2 separate regions of the Drosophila melanogaster genome follow, and region 2 is linked to region 1. Evidence: chromatin contacts called from public Hi-C data. All regions are on one chromosome and are shown on one strand. Each heading gives the region's core, a stretch centred on a gene start, on an enhancer-like site or on the middle of the called end of the contact. The rest is flanking DNA. Distances are from core to core; before and after follow the strand shown.

Region 1 (4,991 bases), core at 1,109-3,608:
TTTCTCAGAATTCGCGATCCTCTCCAGATTCCAGCACTGAGAACAATTCGGTGAGCAATAAGATTTTTCTCGATTCTCGTTACTTACATAGATAGAGAAGAACGTGTGAGAAATTTGAAAATTCTTTTGGTGTATTGATATAAATTCACAAGTAAAATAAAAATCAAAGACACTAAAATAATAATGTCTAATGTCTTTATTATTCTAATGTCTTTGATAAAAACTTTTCGCTTTATATGTACTTCCCCAAATTCCGATTCTAGTGTCTTTGAATAGACTCAGTCAGATCCGATAGTGATCGTAATCATGAATTCATGCACATAGTTCTCAGCGAATATTGTATACTCTTTCGTTTTTCAGAGCAGCAGTGATTCGGAAATGGAATTTGTGGGCACAAGTGCACGGGGAATGCTGAAACATAAGAAAAAAGATGAGAGGAAAATATCGGAACTCACCCGAAAGTTGGCGGAGGCTGAAATAAATCTGAAGGCCCAACAGGAGAAGGGCAGTATACTTGAAAACTGCATCAAGGATAAGGATGATTTTATTAAGACCCTGCAATTGTCGATTGACTTAGTAACGCAAACAAAAGAAATGACCATACAGAAGTTACAAACTCAAATTATGGACTTGCAAAGTGATCTCGACTTGAGTAGGATTACAATTAAGAAGAACGATGGAGGAAATTGTGCTCCAGCGCATGATAAAGTTGTGAAAGAACGAAAGGAGTTAAATATGGAAAATGGAAAATTTCGAGAGGGGAATGATCAGATTGTTGAAATCGAGAAAATTTTGAACTCAAAAGAGGCGGAAATCGCCAGACTAGAATTCAAAATTGACGAGTCGAAGCTAAAAATTGTGCAATTGGAAGGTGCAGTAAAGGCGAAGGACGAAAAGATAGTGAAAATGACAGAGATATTGTCTGAGTATAACGTTAATAATAAGGACCACGATGAATTCGTATTACTGGGCTCTTCCAAGTTGCCTTCAATTAAATTGGTGACACTACCTGATTTCGAACCCTTTGCCTCAGTTTTCGAGGATATTCCTTCTGCCGGTCGTGGTTGGATGATAATCCAGCGTAGAATCGATGGCAGTTTCGATAACGCCACTGAATCAAATATAATAACGGGCTGTGGGGATTTGGGTGGCGAGTTCTGGCTTGGCCTACAAAAATTGCATAAAATGACGACACATCGACGAATGGAACTATATATCCAGCTCGTCGATTTCGACAATGCTAGTGCTTATGCAAGATATGATAATTTTGTTATTGGCGATGAAAAACAGAAATACAAACTGCTTTCCCTTGGCGAATACTCAGGAAATGCTGGCGACGCATTTCGCAGTCATATAAACCATATTATTGTTGGAAATCCGTTTGCAATGGAATCATCGAAATGGTGGGGTACAATGAACTGGTATGTATGAACTTGTTTTTGTTTAATGATTTTGAAAAATAATTCTTTTTCAGTAACTTGAACGGAAAATATCGGAATTCCAAAGTTGAGTTGGACACGACCGATGGCATTTGGTGGGGTAATTGGAATGTTGGTAATAGATATCCCCTGAAGTCGTGCAAAATGCTAATCAGACCAATGCCGTGAGCCAAGTATAATGGCTTGTCAAATAACATTGTCACGGAAATAAAAGTTGTAAAATAATTTCTACCTGTTCATTTTCAGCCTAATTATTGTAGAATGTTAAGTTTTAGTGTCGACCAAAGAGTGGATAACAGGCTTGAAGGTCCTATAAATGCTGTATGCTGTATTTGCAAGTAAAATCTAGCTTCGCTTGGTATTTTTTTTATCGTAATAATACCGACTTTGTTATTTTACGGTCGAGGGAAATTTACATGAAAATCCCACCAGATGGCGCGTTTGATAAAATCGATTTTATCGCAGGAATGCCGTATTAAATTGCCCAAGTTTCTATAAAATATAAATATATTTTGATAAATAGTAATAATAATACATAATAGAAAAAAAAAAAATAAAACATAAAAATCTGCAGAAGGCAACAAATTGCATCTAACAGTGAAGTGGAGCATTTTCCTAGCCTCACAAAATATTTAGCAATAACAAATACATTTGTCTAAAACATGTAACAAGTCAGACATATGCATGTTCTCCGCAATAAAGCTGGGATATTTTTACCAGAGAGGGTCAAAGGACTCAATAACAGAAGGGGAAATAGGGGTGCTCCATGCTCAAGCTGGTCCGGATGAGCTCGAAGTTGCTGTTGGAGGTTGCAGCTGGAGGTTGCAAGCGCAGGACATGGCCCAACTCGTTAGGACCTCGAAACGAAAAGTCGAATCAGTTGAATTTCTGTTCTCATTGACTGCGGTTTAAGTTGCTTTAAATCGCAGTAAACGGTGTGCGTCGTCGGTAGCAATTGAATGAGAAGGGAAAGTATGTTTCAATCGAAAGTCGCGTTGTTCCGTTAATATGACTCGAGCTTAGGCGACGATACGCGAGTCGATAAATGTATCTGCGCCCATACGCATTTCCAGTGCAAGTGATGTTTATCTGTAAAATGCAGAAATATGTACGTATTCGTGTTGTGTGCCACAAATACGTCCGAGTTGACCAATAGTCCACGATAATATTGCTTTACATATAAGTGTAACAGTGAATTGGGGTTGCATAACCCCCTGTGGTGATACAGATAATGAGAAACCAAATATATCCAACCAAAAATCAGTGGAATAAACCACAACATACACCTCCGCACAGGAAACTTCTGCGATGGTCTGGGCTACATTTCTTGAATTGCGAAGCCATTGCAATGAGGATTATGGGAAACCAAAGGGTTCCATTCCTTGTATACGTCCTAGTGATTTGTGATATTTTTAGGGGGCATCAACCTTAATTGACACCCAAATATATTGCCAGGGATCCATGTTTTTAATGAAAACTATAGCATTTAAATAAAGCTGTTTCCAAATTTTGATACAGTTTAAAGACTTTTTTCACATATCAGTTTGATATGTTCCTTTAGAAGAAACCAAAGCAACAACAATATTGTAGGCGAACCAAATAAATAGGACTTCATTTTAATTAGTTAAGTGCTTTCTTTAAAATTGCACTCGACAAAAACCAAAATATTATTTTTTATAATATCTCCATATTACAAATTTTGTTGTTATCTTAAATGCAGCCCTTTAAAACGTAAGATAAAGAGTTATTCGTGAAGGAAATTATTTTGTTTCAGAATTTATTTTTATTGGCGAACATACAAATAATTTAAACATTTAATTAGTCTTGACAATTGGTTTTGACCACTTGTTGAAAGGTTATTAAAGCGATTTTTTTGTATTGTTCGAAAATTTTGTATTTATTAGACAAAGGCCTCGCTTAAATTCGTGTCAATTCGCGCTTAGCAGTATAATCGATCTGGAAATTATCGGCTACGCACTATCGGTGCTGTCATCGAGTCTCGCAATATTCGATTCTTGCAATCGATTTTAGCATTTTCAAGAGAGAGCAATAGCGGGCGGAGTTATCGGCGATCGTAGTTAGTGGTGCATATGTACATGCAGCTGCCAATTAATGTGAGTGTGTAATCCGCGTCTAGAGTTCCGGAAATCAGAGATGAATGAAAATACAAACCGATGAAAGTGATCGCCCCCGAAGTTACCGAGCAACCAGCGAAAACACCGAATATTAGATAGTTCCAGACAAGTTGTGGGATCCACTCTAAATTACAAAGGTATACACACATATGTACCTGAGTGCGTTTGTATGTGGACCAAACATTTTCCAAAAAGATATATCAACCGAGAATTGTGCATTTCTGTGTTTTAAGCCAATAAAATACCCAGTGCCAGGTGCACGAAGTTTATCACGGCGATTCGGAGTGATGTGTGTGCGTGTGTTTGTTTACTTACCTTATCGGAAAATTAGGCCCACGAAAAAGAGACACATGTTATCTTTGTACACCGATGTGCTATGTACATATGCATCGCCTATGTATGTATGTAAATGCTGCACTGCTATGTAAAAATTGGAGTTAGTGCTCGTAATGGTGTGACTTTGTGGACTGATTTTTGGAGTGAGAATCCAGAAAAGCTAAGAAGAGTTCTCAGACATTGCTTCTGAATAAACATTAAAGTTGAAAGCACTCAGTGATTCACATGGCCTGTGCTCGCTAACCCGTTTCGACTTCTTTTCATGCCTTATACATATGTACATACATATGTGTGTATTAGGGTCTTATTACTCATATTTACCTACGCGCCGCACCAATTTCGCAACCTTCACGTTTTCATGAATCGAAAAGTCGAAAATCTCGTAATTTCCACTCCCAACATCCCAACAAGTGGCTCCCTCAGTCAAGTGATTATGCTGATCTGCTGTGCTAGTGAAAATTCATTTTAAAAGTGTTACCTTCACGGTTCTTTAAATTTGTAAACAATAAATTTGAGACTTGAAAGCGACGTGTTATGAAAAATATTTCAAACACTTCTTTTATTCAGTTTTATAGGAAAAATGAAGCTTTACTTTTCACACGATTGGTTTATTAGTTTTTCTTATCTGGCAAAGGTGTCAAGTAAGAGGGCTTTGTGTCGTACAACCTAACTACATGGATATCAAGATATGGAGAAATTCCCGTTCCTTGTGATTATTTACAATTTGAAGACCATCCAGAATGTAGGGCATCATTACATTATAATTCGTTTGGAATTCGAGTAATTTATGGTGGCATTGGTAGGCTGTGTCTAAAATATTACTAATGAATAAAGTTCAAAGATAACACAAGTGCAAAATGAGAATTTCATGACATACACCCGTTTATCTTCAGCAGTTTTTTTTAAATGTTCTAAACGGTTATTGTCATATCATTCTATTACATTGAATTCTATTCGTGTTTCCTTAAAAGTGAATAAGCCTTAAAGATAGAAAATGTTTTGTTTTTGGAAGCAAAGTGAATTACATTAATCACGCATTTTCGAGCCAACTAATTATAGAAACTACTATAAATGACATCAG
Region 2 (5,024 bases), core at 1,287-3,786, 230 kb after region 1:
GAATGGCAGCGAATCTGGTGGAGAGCGTGACGGATGACATCATAATCGGGCGTTGTATGTCGGTGCTAAAAAACATCTTCGGGAATACCTCTGTTCCACAACCCAAGGAAACAGTGGTAACGCGTTGGCGCAGCGATCCCTGGGCCCGTGGGTCGTACAGCTACGTATCCGTTGGTTCCTCGGGCAGTGACTACGATCTGCTGGCGGCGCCGGTCATTCCGCCGTCCAGTAAGGATGCGGAAGGATTGCCACGGCTATTCTTCGCGGGTGAGCATACGATACGGAATTATCCGGCCACTGTGCATGGAGCGTACTTGAGCGGATTGCGCGAGGCGGGACGTATTGCGGATTACTATCTCGGCTATCCAGAGGGAACACCGCCGGACATTGGCTACTCGGTGGCTGAGGCGGCCAATCTGGTGTCCGTGGGAAATGTTGTCAAGCTGCGCGACCTCTCGCCCAATCTATCTGACTCCTCCCCGTCGTCAAAGAAGTCGGAGGAGAATTCAAACTCAAACACTGCCGACTCTACGGAGCTACAGTAACAATGTATTTAGCGTGATGGATTTGGTCCCCAGCAGTTACTCCTAGAGCGTTTAGTTTTGTATCATACAACTGGGGCTCGCTGTTTAAAACGAAGCTAGGCCGCTGTAAATACCTAAGACTATTCAACTAAGCATAGACCACTTTCATTCAACCAATTATAAATTAAGATAAAAAGCAATAACACCCAACAAAGCAAATCCTCTTCAGTGTTTCCTTCAGATCAAAGTAAACCAACCTCTGTGCGCCTATAATTGATCAACAAATGCAATCATCTATCATAACTTTCCGTACCACTTACCCGCCAATGAGGAGTATATCTTTTAAGTATATTATCGCCTATAAGATTGTTTTCAATAAGTATTTTGTAAATTAAATTTGAAAATAGTAAATTAAATTGACGCCGATATTTTTAATTAGGTTAATTTAATTTAAGTACAAATTTCATATTACTTCCAACTTAAAAACACTTTCAATTTTTTTAATATCTTATTGTTATCTTGATAAAATACGATGTAGAAAAATGTGTACGCAAATCATGGCATAAATTGAGTTTTAAAATATAATGTAAGCTTAATCCTTCGACTTTTTATTAGGCAGTTCGTACTTCATTATACCCCGAAACTAGTGGGTATCGAAAAGTGAAAACGGTAATGTTTTGGGTCTCGGGCAGTTGGGCAACTTCTTTCGAAATTGTGTCAGTTCAACGACCTCCACCCAAGTTCGCTTTCAATGGCAATGAAACGAAAGCTTAACCTTAGCCGTTAAAAGCTCCTGTTTGCAAACTTCTACGAATTAGCATTGGTGGGTCTCAGGGGCGAAAAGCTCGGAAGTGCACTCGGTTAGAGCCGATCGGTGGGGGTGAATATATGTAAACGTATACATACATACGTACATGTGTGCCGCTAGAACGGGTTAGATCCGATCGTGCTATACCGTGCACGAGCTTTCTTGGGGGCGTGCATGTACCACGATTGTCAAGTTCAATGGCCGATATTTACGGTTCGCGGGTAATACTCAAAAAGCTTCGGCGGTGGGCATGGTTTGGTTTGGTATGGTATGATGGTATGACAAAAAGTTAAGTTTGATTTTTGTTTTCCTGAATCGCATTCTTTTCTAACTACTTGTATAGTAGCTTGCATATACGAGTAAGTCCGCCGCGAGTGTATGTTCGCATTAGCAATGGCCTTGAGCCGGGTCATCGACCGAAGCTACTGACGTTAGAGCTGAAAATAGAGCACAATAAGAAGTGCACTATCGTTCCTATCGATTGGCCTAAATATTTTGTGCAAACCCTTCTGGATTTGGGCAATGTTGCTGCTTTACAAACAAAACAAATAGATTAATCATGGGGTAAATATTAGTATTGCAGCGAAACCGAAAAACCTAGTTTCAAAGCTAAATAATTGAAGCTCTTTAGTTTGAATGTATCTTAGTTACTGGTGCAACTAGTAAAATCTGCAAACATTTTAGTTATGATTTGAATTAAACTACCAAAAACGTTTGGGGAAAACAGTACAAAAAATTCCCTTCTAAGTTCGTTGCTCTTTATCGGCTACGTAATTTGACGAATTGTTGGAAATGGTCTTAAATAAAATATAAAAAAATATAAATATATAAGACATATGAATATATAAAAAATCATGGACTATAGTGATCTCAATTAAATAAGTGTTATGCTGTTGTAAAGAAGATGAGTTTATAAAAATCGCATATTTTCTATATATCGAGAAATCCATATAAGCAATGATATCGATGATGTTAGTAAAGATGGTTTTACGAATATTCCACGCAATACAAACCCAGTACCATCGATTTAAAAACAAACTCTAATATCTATTCGTTAGTTTAGAAGCAATAAGGATGCCCACTTAACCATTCACCATTCAATCGGTCACGTGGCTTCTATCATCAGCACCACCCTCAATGCAGCGCAACTAGTGTGGAGCTTTTCGGCCGACGAACTATAAAAGCCGAAACAAATGTTGAAGTAGTTCACTTGGAAATATAGATTCAACGACGAAGATTCAAGCCAGGTAACAAAATGAGCGATAACGAGCTTTCATACGCCGTTACCCGAGTCCTTTTGGAGCTGTATCAACGCCATGGTATACCTATGGTCTCGCAACCAATGGCCGGAGTTGGGGAGAATGCCTACGGACAGGTTCTCCGGGTGAGTTGGCCCACGATCGTGGACGCAGCCACCGTGGTGGTCAAAATGGCGCCTAGGAACGAGGCCCGAAGATCCCATATGCACGTCGTGGACTACTATGCTCGTGAAGTCTTCATGTACCAGAAGGTGTTTCCCGTTTTCCGGGCGCTATCTCCAGATCGGAACACTTTCACCGTGGCGCCGGCCCTACAGGCCAATGACTTGAAAGCTCCCGATGAGTTCTTGATATTCGAGGACCTGTCTGAGAGTGGATTTCGGCCCAATTCACGCTGTATTATGCCTACCTACGACATCGTGGTCTGCTCCCTGAAAGCTTTAGCGGAGCTGCATGCGTGCTCCTTCATCCTGCAGCAGACCGATCCCTTGCAGTTCAAGCAGTTGGTGGAGTTCGTGGAGAAGGACAACCTATTTACATCTGACATTGAGGAGGTCACAATTGAGTTTGGAAAGGCGCAGCTGCGCAAGGCGAGAATCATCCTGAAAGAATCCGATGGCGACCAAGTGGCCGCGGTCCAGGAAGTCCTGCAATTGTGTGAAAACCAGCTGAAATCCTTGGCTCTTTACTGTGTGGATGGAAAGGCGCAGGCGCCACATGCTGTTATCTGTCACGGTGACTTCTGGAATAACAATATTCTCTATAGACATGAGGTAATTAATCCTTCTAGTTCTAAGTTATTATCTAAATAAGCTACTATTGCTATTCCCCAGCCTAATTCTGATCAACCTGTGGAGGCCAAGCTGATCGACTTTCAAATGTCTCGCTATGCACCGCCGGTACTGGACATAGTCCATTACCTGTTTGCCTGCACGGAGAAACGATTGCGGGACGAGCACTTCCCCGACTTTATGGATGCTTACTACAACACGATGGACCAGAAATTGAAGTCCTGCAATCTTTCCCTCGAGGGCATATATCCGCGCAGCGTCTTCAATCGGCAATTGCAACAGTACGGCGTTTACGGCTTGATAATGGGAGCATTTTCGCTACCCTTTTTCATTTCCAATGCCAACGAAGTGATTGATATCGATACTGTTTCCGAGGCCATCCAAAGTATTTCGACATCCTCTGATGAACCCAAGTACAAGGAGCTCATTGAAGAATACGAAATGCTCAACGCCCGGACTTTACCAATTTTCAAGCGGCGAATCACTGGTATCGTCGAGGATCTTATAAAATACAACATGACGGAGCCGCTGTTCAAAATGGACTCCGAGCAGTGCTAAAGTATTATAGATAATAACATTAATAGAACATTTCCCATAGAAGTTAAAGGTGTAAATATGTTGCGTGTAAGCGAGGCAAAACTAAAGCTTCTGCCAGTATACATATGTGATTCTTTCATATTTATTCAGGGAACTCTAAGATTCTAAAAATTCACAACTTAAATTAAAATCCGCATAACAAATAAAGTTAACTAAATGTCTGCAACTGGATTGTGTAACTAGAGTTTAAACTAAGTATGTACAATTAGTAAGTATGTATAGTGTTGATGCTGATAATGTTTTCCTTACCACGTCGGTAGAAAAACACAATTTGATTGTTTGCGGGTGTTTAAGGTAAATTATCTTCTTAAGAAATGCTACCAAATAAATCTTAATTTGAAATTTAGCAAAACAGAATGCTTAACCAATTTCAACGCAACAGAAATATTATTCCTTCGTCTTGATGAGGTTAGTACTACTCTATTATTTAGTACTTTAAGTTCGATATATATATATATATATATATGTACGATATAATGCGCGGCTATAGCTATCTGTATAGCTATTTACATGGCATGCACTTGCATTGTCCAAGACTATAGACTCTATCTTAAACTAAAGGCCTACACAGTACAATATGTGTCTTGCACTAAAACTAAGCTGTTGCGTGTCTTCTGGTATATAATAAAATAACAACTCATTGAGTTTATTGCAGCATTACGTGGGGCTTGGCGTTTAATGTCCTAATGTCCAGCACTTGGATACGCAATCAGGAGACCTCCTGATACTGATAATGGGTCCTGGTAACAATGGCTTTTACTGCATGACCTCCCGGAAGCGCTTCTGCCTCTCCAGACTCTCCACCTCGGCCCAGCAGTTGCGCATGTTGCGGAAGAGCTGAAAACAATTGATATAGGTTGATATCAGTAGCACTTGTAGGTAATCTCGAGTTGTACCTCGTCGATCCAGTTGTGTTCGGCCAGCAGATCATTCAATATTTCTGTTGACGTCTTTCCTGGGAACTGTTGCTGCTGCTCGGTTACTCGCTGCGAGCAGTTTATGAACAGATTGAACTTTTCGTGTGCAATCTTGTGGAAGAGATCTG

The links. A called contact is a pair of places that touch in the nucleus more often than the background predicts.
Region 2: a Hi-C map of the Kc167 cell line shows a contact between it and region 1, with 1.6 times the contacts expected there. The contact joins the promoter of CG13813 here to the promoter of kug in region 1. A contact is called at or near these places in 39 of 107 Hi-C or Micro-C datasets (the D17-c3 cell line, the Kc167 cell line, the ML-DmBG3-c2 cell line and 13 more) and 1 of 6 datasets of contacts at active chromatin or transcription factors (the Kc167 cell line).

Annotation. Positions count from the first base shown.
Region 1 is chr3L:20,002,943-20,007,933 of dm6, forward strand. It overlaps kug (kugelei), which reads left to right and starts at 2,359. Exons shown (of 21, transcript NM_001300197.1): 1 at 2,359-2,547. It overlaps CG7668, which reads left to right. Exons shown (of 3, transcript NM_168830.2): 1 at 1-50; 2 at 361-1,421; 3 at 1,475-1,892. The coding sequence ends at 1,607.
Region 2 is chr3L:20,229,133-20,234,156 of dm6, forward strand. CG13813 reads left to right here and starts at 2,537. Exons shown (of 2, transcript NM_140938.3): 1 at 2,537-3,364; 2 at 3,425-4,123. The coding sequence starts at 2,588. The coding sequence ends at 3,940. It overlaps Su(var)3-3 (Suppressor of variegation 3-3), which reads left to right. Exons shown (of 4, transcript NM_168835.2): 4 at 1-1,118. The coding sequence ends at 545. CG17233 reads right to left here. Exons shown (of 11, transcript NM_001259912.1): 10 at 4,876-5,024; 11 at 4,041-4,816. The coding sequence ends at 4,736.